Regions from separate parts of the Gossypium hirsutum genome. Here region 2 is linked to region 1. A link is a contact called in public Hi-C data. All regions are on one chromosome and are shown on one strand. Each heading gives the region's core, a stretch centred on a gene start, on an enhancer-like site or on the middle of the called end of the contact. The rest is flanking DNA. Distances are from core to core; before and after follow the strand shown.

The links. Hi-C and Micro-C count contacts between places; a contact is called where the count stands out from the background.
Region 2: a Hi-C map of leaf shows a contact between it and region 1, with 2.2 times the contacts expected there. The contact joins the promoter of LOC107910246 here to the enhancer-like site in region 1. A contact is called at or near these places in 13 of 34 Hi-C or Micro-C datasets (anther, callus, hypocotyl and 3 more).

What each region holds. Positions count from the first base shown.
Region 1 is chrD02:14,928,520-14,932,982 of Gossypium_hirsutum_v2.1, forward strand. It overlaps LOC107910243 (GEM-like protein 1), which reads left to right. Exons shown (of 4, transcript XM_016838030.2): 3 at 145-416; 4 at 1,390-1,752. The coding sequence ends at 1,572. Among protein-coding and RNA genes, the nearest start is that of LOC107910243, 3.2 kb to the left of the region's middle. Within about 2 kb of position 2,487, at least 3 of the 9 cell types and tissues checked have an H3K27ac peak or open chromatin away from gene starts, as enhancers often do.
Region 2 is chrD02:15,034,924-15,039,386 of Gossypium_hirsutum_v2.1, forward strand. It overlaps LOC107910246 (14-3-3-like protein B), which reads right to left and starts at 2,078. Exons shown (of 4, transcript XM_016838035.2): 1 at 1,310-2,078; 2 at 1,012-1,134; 3 at 144-260. The coding sequence starts at 1,807.

The sequences.
Region 1 (4,463 bases), core at 1,237-3,736:
TTGTTGAATATCTATTTAATAGTTTATAAATTTCAAATGTATAGCATTAGGGTATTCTCAATACACGATATCAATTGATTGGATTATATTATATGAAGTATTCATGATTAGTAAGTTTATGGGGTTTTTTTTTTGTTGCAACAGTGAAAACTGGGCCAAGTTTTGCTGATGCTGCTGTAGGAAGAATTGCTCAGGGTACCAAAGTTCTTGCAGAAGGTGGTTATGACAAGATTTTTCGAACAACATTTGAGACTGCTCCTGAGGAACAGCTTCTGAAGACTTATGCATGTTACTTGTCCACCTCGGCTGGTCCTGTTATGGGAGTTTTATATTTGTCAAGTCAAAAGCTTGCTTTTTGTAGCGACAATCCTCTGTCTTACCAAGTTGGTGCTCAGACTCAATGGAGCTACTATAAGGTATAAGAGCTTATATTATGCGTTTCAGTTGGTCAAGTCATTGCATCTGTGTCTAATTGGTTAGGGTTGAGTGTAGACTGATGTTGGTGCTGAGTTTTTTTTTAGATTTTACATTCCCAGGCAGTTCCATATATCACTAAAAGGACATGAATTATGAATTTATTTTCCCTTTCTTGATTACTTGTTTTGAAATTACCATATCGTGGGATCAGTGCTTGATGATTCTATTTCTATCATCTATGTGGTTCCACTAAAAGTTGCTCATCCCGGATGCTTTGTTAGATTAAAGCTTTGCTTTTAAAAAAGCATCTGCAGTTATGACTTATGACCTGTTCGAGTTATTTGCTAAAGTTTTGTAGTCCCTTGTTTCATAAGGTCTTCATCATCTTTGATTTGTTCTTTTTCCTGCTTGGTTACCGTAGTGCTAGTTTTTTAGTTAGTGCTTTTGTAGTTAAAGCTGTGTTTGCTTAAACTTATTAATAAGGAGAAGTTGGTAACGGAATATATAAGGCTATTGAAATGAGTTGTAAAATAAGTGATTTTTCTGAGGTAGTTTATGTACCCCATCTTAGTAGGAATGTTAGATATTCCGTAACTTGTGTTTTGTTTCTCCCTTTCCAATATCCTTCAGTGACAAAATCCAGATATAGAGTTTCTACCTAAATTGCTTCAAACCCTTTTTCTGTAGCAGTACCCTTGTTTGATACCTTTATCCAACACATAACCGGACATGATTCTTCAAGGAATTATCCAAAAATATGGAAATATTTGAATGTCCTCCTCTTGTTTGGTTTATCAGGATATACGTGTATGTGATTTGTCAAAGATACATCTCTGCTTGTCCTTGTTTGTCAAATTTTGATCCCTGATCGCTAGAACTATGAGACTGGCATCTTACCAACAGGTGACTCAGCTGTTGGCAAATTTTATTGATCCTTTATTAAACTTGTAATGGTTATTAATGTGATTTTAGGTGGCTATTCCATTACATCAACTAAGGGCAGTGAATCCATCAACAAGCAAGGCAAACCCAGCTGAGAAATACATCCAGATAATATCAGTTGACAACCATGAATTTTGGTTCATGGGCTTTGTACACTATGACAGTGCTGTTAAAAATCTTCAACGACCATTGCAGCCAGCCCGGAGCTCATGATGTTAATATATTGAGCCAGATTTGTCAGAGTTGAAATAGCATAGTCTAGCTTTACATTTGCATTTATATTCCGATATTCCTTTGTTTCTTAAACTCGTCAGTTGTTGGTGGATATGTTTTACTGATGTCTGTAAGGTATCGGCTTGTTGAATGGTTTAATACTAGATGTGTGTTCATTTATACTATTTTTTTTAATATATACATTACCTTTTACAATACCAATGATTCTTTATTAGTATTTATATATTTATAAAAATATTATATACAAAATTTAATTAATAAATAATAATTAAGGTCGAACTAGATTGGATTGACCAAGAAATAAATTTACCTTATTCCAGTTCAATTGCAATTCTTGACAAAGCCCTTCAGTGAAAGGTTAATTTTCCTCTCCCTAATAATTATGCAAATACAGTCAGTCCCCACAATTTCCTTCTTTTACCCTTTTTATCTCCTCCACCTGCCCTCAACCTTCTTTAAGAATCCTAGGAGACCCGAGTAGTTATTAGTTTATAGTCCCCCTTTTCTTGGACTTACAAACTTGGTCCTATATGTACCAAAAAAGAAAAAAAAGAAGTGGGTCCTATTTTCGTATTAACTCATTCCTAATAAATGTATTGGTTAAATGGGATGGCTTAAAGCTTAAGTTGATAGGAGTCCAGTATTAGTTTCAACATGTCTTGAAATGTGCATGTCATTGTCAGATCAACTTTTGATAGATTTGCGTGTGGACCAAAAAATGAATAAATTTATAAAAAAAGCTTTGAGAGTGGTTCAACCATTACATTTAAATTTAACCAATATCTTACCTTCAATTTGATGCCTCACAATAAACAGTGGGGGGAACTTTTATGGGAGAATCTGGAAGCAATTGCTATGGATGTTGAGTATCCGTGGTTAATCGTGGGTGATTTCAATGCCATTTTGAGTTACGAGCAAAGACGATACGAGTTTAAGTCCTGTAAAGCGGGATGTAGTCGTTTTAATTCCTTCGTGTTTCAGTTTGGATTGATTTATTTAGGTTTTCAGGGTTCTATGTACACTTGGAATAGGGGAGATCTTTTTCAAAGGTTAGATCAATCGCTTTGTAATGACCAATGGCAAACGATTGCACCAAACACCTCTATTCATCATTTGCCTAAACTAAAATTTGATCATAGACCACTACCGGTGTTGGTTAATTTGGTAAGGAGAAGAAAAGCGGAGAGACGTTTTTGGTTCCTAGCTAGGTGGTTAGCACATTCGGAGTTTCGAGATGTTGTTGCAAAGTCTTTGAAAGCCGACGGTGATATAGTAGAGAATCTTGAAAAGTTCACGCTTTGGTGTAGGACTGGAACAAGACTGTTTTTAGAAAAAATTTTGACCGAAAAAAAAAGAAAGCAATTAGGGAGTTAGACTCTGTTCAACGAGCATTGGAGTAGTGTAATTTTATGCACATCAAGTTGAGGGAAGCAGATATTTGGATGGAAATTGAGAACATACTAAGCCAAGAAAAATTATTATGGTTTCAGAAATCGAGGTGTGAGTGGCTTGCTAATGGTGACTGAAATACAAATTTTTCTTCATAGTCGTACTTTAATAAGGTAGAAGCAGAACAAAATTGAAGCATTGAAGATTGAGGGGTCTGAATGGTGTTATGATGATGATCTCTTAAAACAACATGCTATGGAACATTTTTCTAATCTTTATATTGTGGATAACTATTCAATTAAGGATTTCCTTTCCAAGGGGCTTTTTTCGAAATTTGGGGATGATCTAATTGGTTCTTTGAATGCTGAGATCAGTATGGAGGAGGTTCATCATGCCTTATTTAGCATGGCACCTTTAAAAGCATCGGGAGTCAACGATTTTCATGCAAAATTTTATCAAGCAAACTTGGACATTGTGGGTAAAAGTGTCTACAAGATGGTTCATAAGGTGTTTATGGGGGGAATTTGGATCCAAAAATTAATAGAACATTATTGGTTCTAATTCCTAAGAGCATTGTTGCAAACACCATTGATCAGTTTCGACCTATTAGTTTATGCACCGTTTTGTACAAGATCATTACCAAAACAGTTGCGATTCATCTTTAACGGTTGATGCAAGTATTGGTGAAACAGAACCAATCCAGTTTCATAGCATCACAGAGTATCTCAGACAACATCATAATCGCTCAAGAGGCATTTGATACAATGAAGAACACTAAGAGCAAAAAGGGTTGGATGAAAATAAAAGTTGATTTAGAAAAAGCTTACGATCAGATTCAGTGGGATTTTTTGTAAGACGCACTTTCTGATGTTGGGCTACCGGATTCTCTTGTGAATACAATTATGCGTTGTGTATCTTTGGTATCTATGCAACTTTTATAGAATGGTTCTCTTTCCAAGACGTTTATACCAACCAGAGGTGTGCAACAGGGAGACCCCTTATCTTCATACATTTTCGTTCTAGGAATGGAACGCTTAGGTCATCTAATTGATTTTTCTATTGAACAGAAGCTTTGGGAACCGTTAATGCTCTTTCGCAGAAGACCAGTAGTGTCCCATCTGTTCTTCACAGACGACTTAGTACATTTTTGTAGAGAGGATGAGAAGGGAGCTAATTGTCTCAAATATGTTTGACACTTTCTGTCATTTCTTCGGTCATCGAGTTAGTCAACAAAAAACCCAGGTTTTTTTCTCTAAAAATGTGGCAGAGTAGGAAACTGCAAACCTTTGTGACAAACTCGAATTTACTAGAGTAAGAGATTTGGGGAGTTATCTTGGTGTACCTTTTTTCCACAGTAGAGTTGAAGTTAACACTTTCCAGTTTATTCTAGAAAAAGTTCGAAACCGACTTAATGGTTGGGATGTTCAAAAGTTATCTTTGGCAGTGTGACTTACTCTGGTGAAGTAAGTTTTGCTGACGAT
Region 2 (4,463 bases), core at 828-3,327, 110 kb after region 1:
AACTAATCATCTGGGCCAATTATAATAAAAGGACCAACAAAAAAATAACATAATAATGTAATCAGCATTAATAAAAATGATAGATAAAACAAGCTCCTGCTTCAGAGGGGAAGGGGAAGGGTAGAGGAAGGGAGGGCAATGACCTGCACATCCGAAGTCCAGAGAGTAAGATTATCCCTTAGTAGTTGCATAATGAGAGTGCTATCCTTGTATGACTCTTCTCCCAGTGTGTCAAGCTCAGCAATGGCTTCCTCAAATGCCTTTTTTAAAGAAAAACAAGCCATATTTAATGAATTTCCGAAATTAATTTATGATTTATTCTTACCATAACAAGCAACTATGCACCGACATCCAAGAATATCACAAAGAATGTTTTGAAACAAATTACGAACGTTATTTTCCAATGATTTCAGAGGTTAGCCTCATTCCATTTATTCTCTCCAGTCTCCCCATAAACATAAGCAAGATAATAGCGAGAAGAAATACAAACAATTCTTCGTCTACCAACACAAATCTATTGAAATTTGGTAAATCTTGTACTAATTTGTTCCCTACCTAACTACAACTCTTAAGTATTTCAAGTTTGTTCACTGACCTACCATCTTACTATGTTGTTCAACTCTTCATTTTTCTTAAAACACCCGTATCTGACTTACTAGGACACGGATATGGAATATCACCCTCCAAATATATATGACTTAATTGCTCATAAGGATTTGGTTTAGCAGATCTGCATCAAAAAACATTATTCACTATAGCTAACACCCTGATTTAACACTAGTTTCTTCCCAAGTTCACAAATTTCAAAATGAGAAGTGAGTTTAAAGTAATAGAATGATGAGAATCAAACAAATACAAATGGAGCTATCTTTTCGCAATTATCTGAACAAAAAATTATTTAACTAATGCTGGTTCATACTTTAATCTAATAGGCTCCAGATTAAACTAAATGGTGGATTTATAGCATAAAACATGATAATGTGGTAACAAAAATAACAGAGGAAAACGCACCTGTTTAGCCATGCTACATGCCTTGTCTGACTGATTGAGAATCTCATAGTAGAACACCGAGAAATTCAGTGCTAGCCCCAATCTGATCGGGTGCGTCGGTGCTAGATCCGCCAGTGCAATATCCTTCATTCAGTTCAACACAAAAATCTAAAGAATCAACTTTGGAAGAAGAAAATATGAAAGAGGTTTCAAAATCGAAGCCCCAACCGTAAAGTCATATTCCCCCAAGTCAACATCCAAAATTGTACTGTAAAATTCAACTATTCAGCCAAAGCTTGAGCTGGAGTTAAAATGTTACCTGAGCAGCCTTGTAAGACAACATAGTATCTTCGGCAGCGGCTTTCCTCTCATCACCAACCTTAAACTCCGCTAAATAGCGATGATAATCTCCTTTCATCTTCAAATAGAAAACCTTGGACTCACTAGCAGTAGCAGAGGGGATCAGATTCGACTCCAATAAAGTCAAGATACTAGCGCAAACTTCCGACAATTCGGATTCAATCTTGGATTTGTACTCCTTAACCAGCACAACATGTTCCTCGTTCTTTCGACCTTCTTCTTTCTGCTCGATGGAAGAAACGATTCTCCACGCGGCACGTAGAGATCCGATGACGTTTTTGTAGGCGACGGAGAGAAGGTTCCTTTCCTCGACAGTTAATTCAGCGGCTGGGGTTGAGCCGAGGACCAGTTTTTGCATGAACTGAACCATCTCCTCATAGCGCTCAGCTTGCTCGGATAGCTTCGCTAAGTAAACGTACTGATCGCGGCTCAGGTTGTCGGGGGCCGTCGTCGCCATTTGCAGTAATGGTGGGTTTCGTGGGAGAGAACGTTTTTCCTCTTTTCTTTTTTTTTTTTTTTTTGCGCTTTCGGGTGTGACGCTGAAGGCCTGAAGATTTAGAGGTGTTTTTTTTTTTAATGCAAGATTGAGGAGGGTATAGTGGTAATTAAAAATGAGAATAGAATTGGTTGTTGTTGTTTTTTTTCTTCTTAATTTTATTTAATTAAGATAAACTTATTTTTGAATTTTTGAGCCAAGAAAAGTAGGTTTTGTTGGGGAATCTGGATTTGAAAACTTAATATATTGATTCAGGATTTAAAATGGAATTGGGCGGTTTTGGAGATAAGATTTGCATGTAATAAGTGGGACCCAATCCAGCTCGAAACGGTGTCGTTTTGAGCATGACAGATAACGGTTTCAACGCGAGTATCAAATCAAACTCTATCAAAGGCATCGTCGTTTATAGTTCTCTCCAGCTGGCCTTTGTTTTTTTAAATTGTATTCCTTTTGGCGGCTTTCCCTGTGTTGCAGCAGGCCAGCCAACCAAAATAAAAGTTTTAAAAATATTTATTATTCAAAAATTACTATCTATGAATGAATTATGCTAAAATATGGATACGGCTTAAAAGTAGAACGCTTCCAATGGGTTGGATGAAGTTGGAACTGCATCTTAATGCAGACCACATCAATGTATTAAGTTAAGAATTTTTATAAAAACAAGGCTAAATTATTTAATTGGTCACTCAATTTTTAGGATATTTTTATTTTGGTCACCTAAAATAAAATTCTTACACTTTGATCACTCAACTTTTAGGGTACTTTCATTTTAATTATCCAAACATTAAATCTCTAATGACTGTTAACTATCACACTACATCATGTTTACACTTTCATTTTGGTCAGTCAAGAAATATTTTTTGAAAATATTAATTGGGGTAAAAAATCAAGGATTAAAGTGAAAGAGGTAGAAACTAAAATAATACACAAAATTTGTCAATTTTTAATTGTTTATTCCATTACCGAAAATTCTATTTTTTTAATATCGAAAATTTAAATTTCAAAACATCAAAATAAATTGAATAAACTATTGAAACAATTTTATCCATTGATAATGTCAACTGATTTGTACTATAATATTATAATTAATTAATTTAATCTCTTTTTAAATTTTAAAATTAGCGAAATCAACAAATAACTCATATATAATAATTGTCTATTAAATTTATTTTGATTGTATAATTTGGAATCTTCCATGTTAACCTAAAAGTAAAGAAAAATATCCTTCAAATTAATTAAATTAATTTTTTATTCTTTGTTTGGGTAAATAAGCGATGAAAAAATTATGAGTATTGTTTGGCATGGTAGATAAAATTAATTAATTAAATTAATTGTAAGAATTTTTCTTTACTTCTATTTTAACATAGAAAATTCAAGATTATATAGTCAAAATAAATTTGGGTTTCGTAAACAACTATTAAAGACAATAATTTTCATTGATAATTTTGTAAAATAATTTTAAAACATCAAAATAAATTAAATAACTTGTTGAAAATTCTTTATTTATTAATAATGTAAATTGATTTGTTACTATAATTTTGAATCTTAATATTTAAAAATTTATGTTTCAAAACAAAAATTTGGAATTTTCAGCAATGAGATAAACCGGGACAATTTGATCAATTTTGTATATTATTTTAGTTTCTACCGTTTTTCACTTTAATCCTTAATATTTTTACCCAAATCAATATTTAAAAAAGATATTTATTGGGTGACCAAATTGAAAGCAACTTAAAAGTTGAGTGACCAAAATGAAAATGCAAACATGATGTGGTGTCTACAATTAACCACCATTAGAGGTTTAATGTTTGGGTGACTAAAATGAAAATGCTCTAAAAGTTGAGTGACCAAATTGCAAGGATTTCATTTTAAATGACCAAAATGAAAGTGCCCTAAAAATTGAGTGATCAACAAGAGAATTTACCCTAAAATTAAAGATTACAAATTAACATGTCTGTAGCACATCTTCTCGTTCAAATCATTTTATGTAACTAATTTTTTAAAATTCACTTACATTAAATATAAAATAATTATTAATAAATAACCATTAGTTTAACAATGTAATTATACTATTTGAACATATAATTTTAAAATTGATGTCGTATCTTGAAAATATTTTCCACGATTCGCTGAATAATATAATAATTTTAATATGAAAATTATTCTATATTGGAATATGGTATAATAAAAAATTAAGTATATAAAAATGGGACAAATGAAAAAAAAAAGCTAATTTTTTTTAAGTTGTTTTTTTTTATTCTCCCTTGTTTTACCGAACAATGGTGTTAACCTCTGGGCTAGTTACTATTTACTTTTTTTTCTCCTACTAATCTTCACTTTATTTTTTTTTCTCTTCATTCGTTTCATGCGTCTTCTTTTTTCTTTCAATTTACAAATCTATTTTGTGAGTATTTTTACTATCTTCACAAGTTATGATAGACAGATGATGATGTTCGTTGTCACTGAAACTCCCTCAGTCACCAGCAATTTCTCTTGAAAAGTGGGTGGCTATTTGTCGAATTCTTAATTTGTTTTTGTTCAAGTCGGTTTGGACTCATGTTGTCTTAAATTTTATATTTTTTTGTTTGTTTTTCATTGTTTAATGGTTTTTCACTTT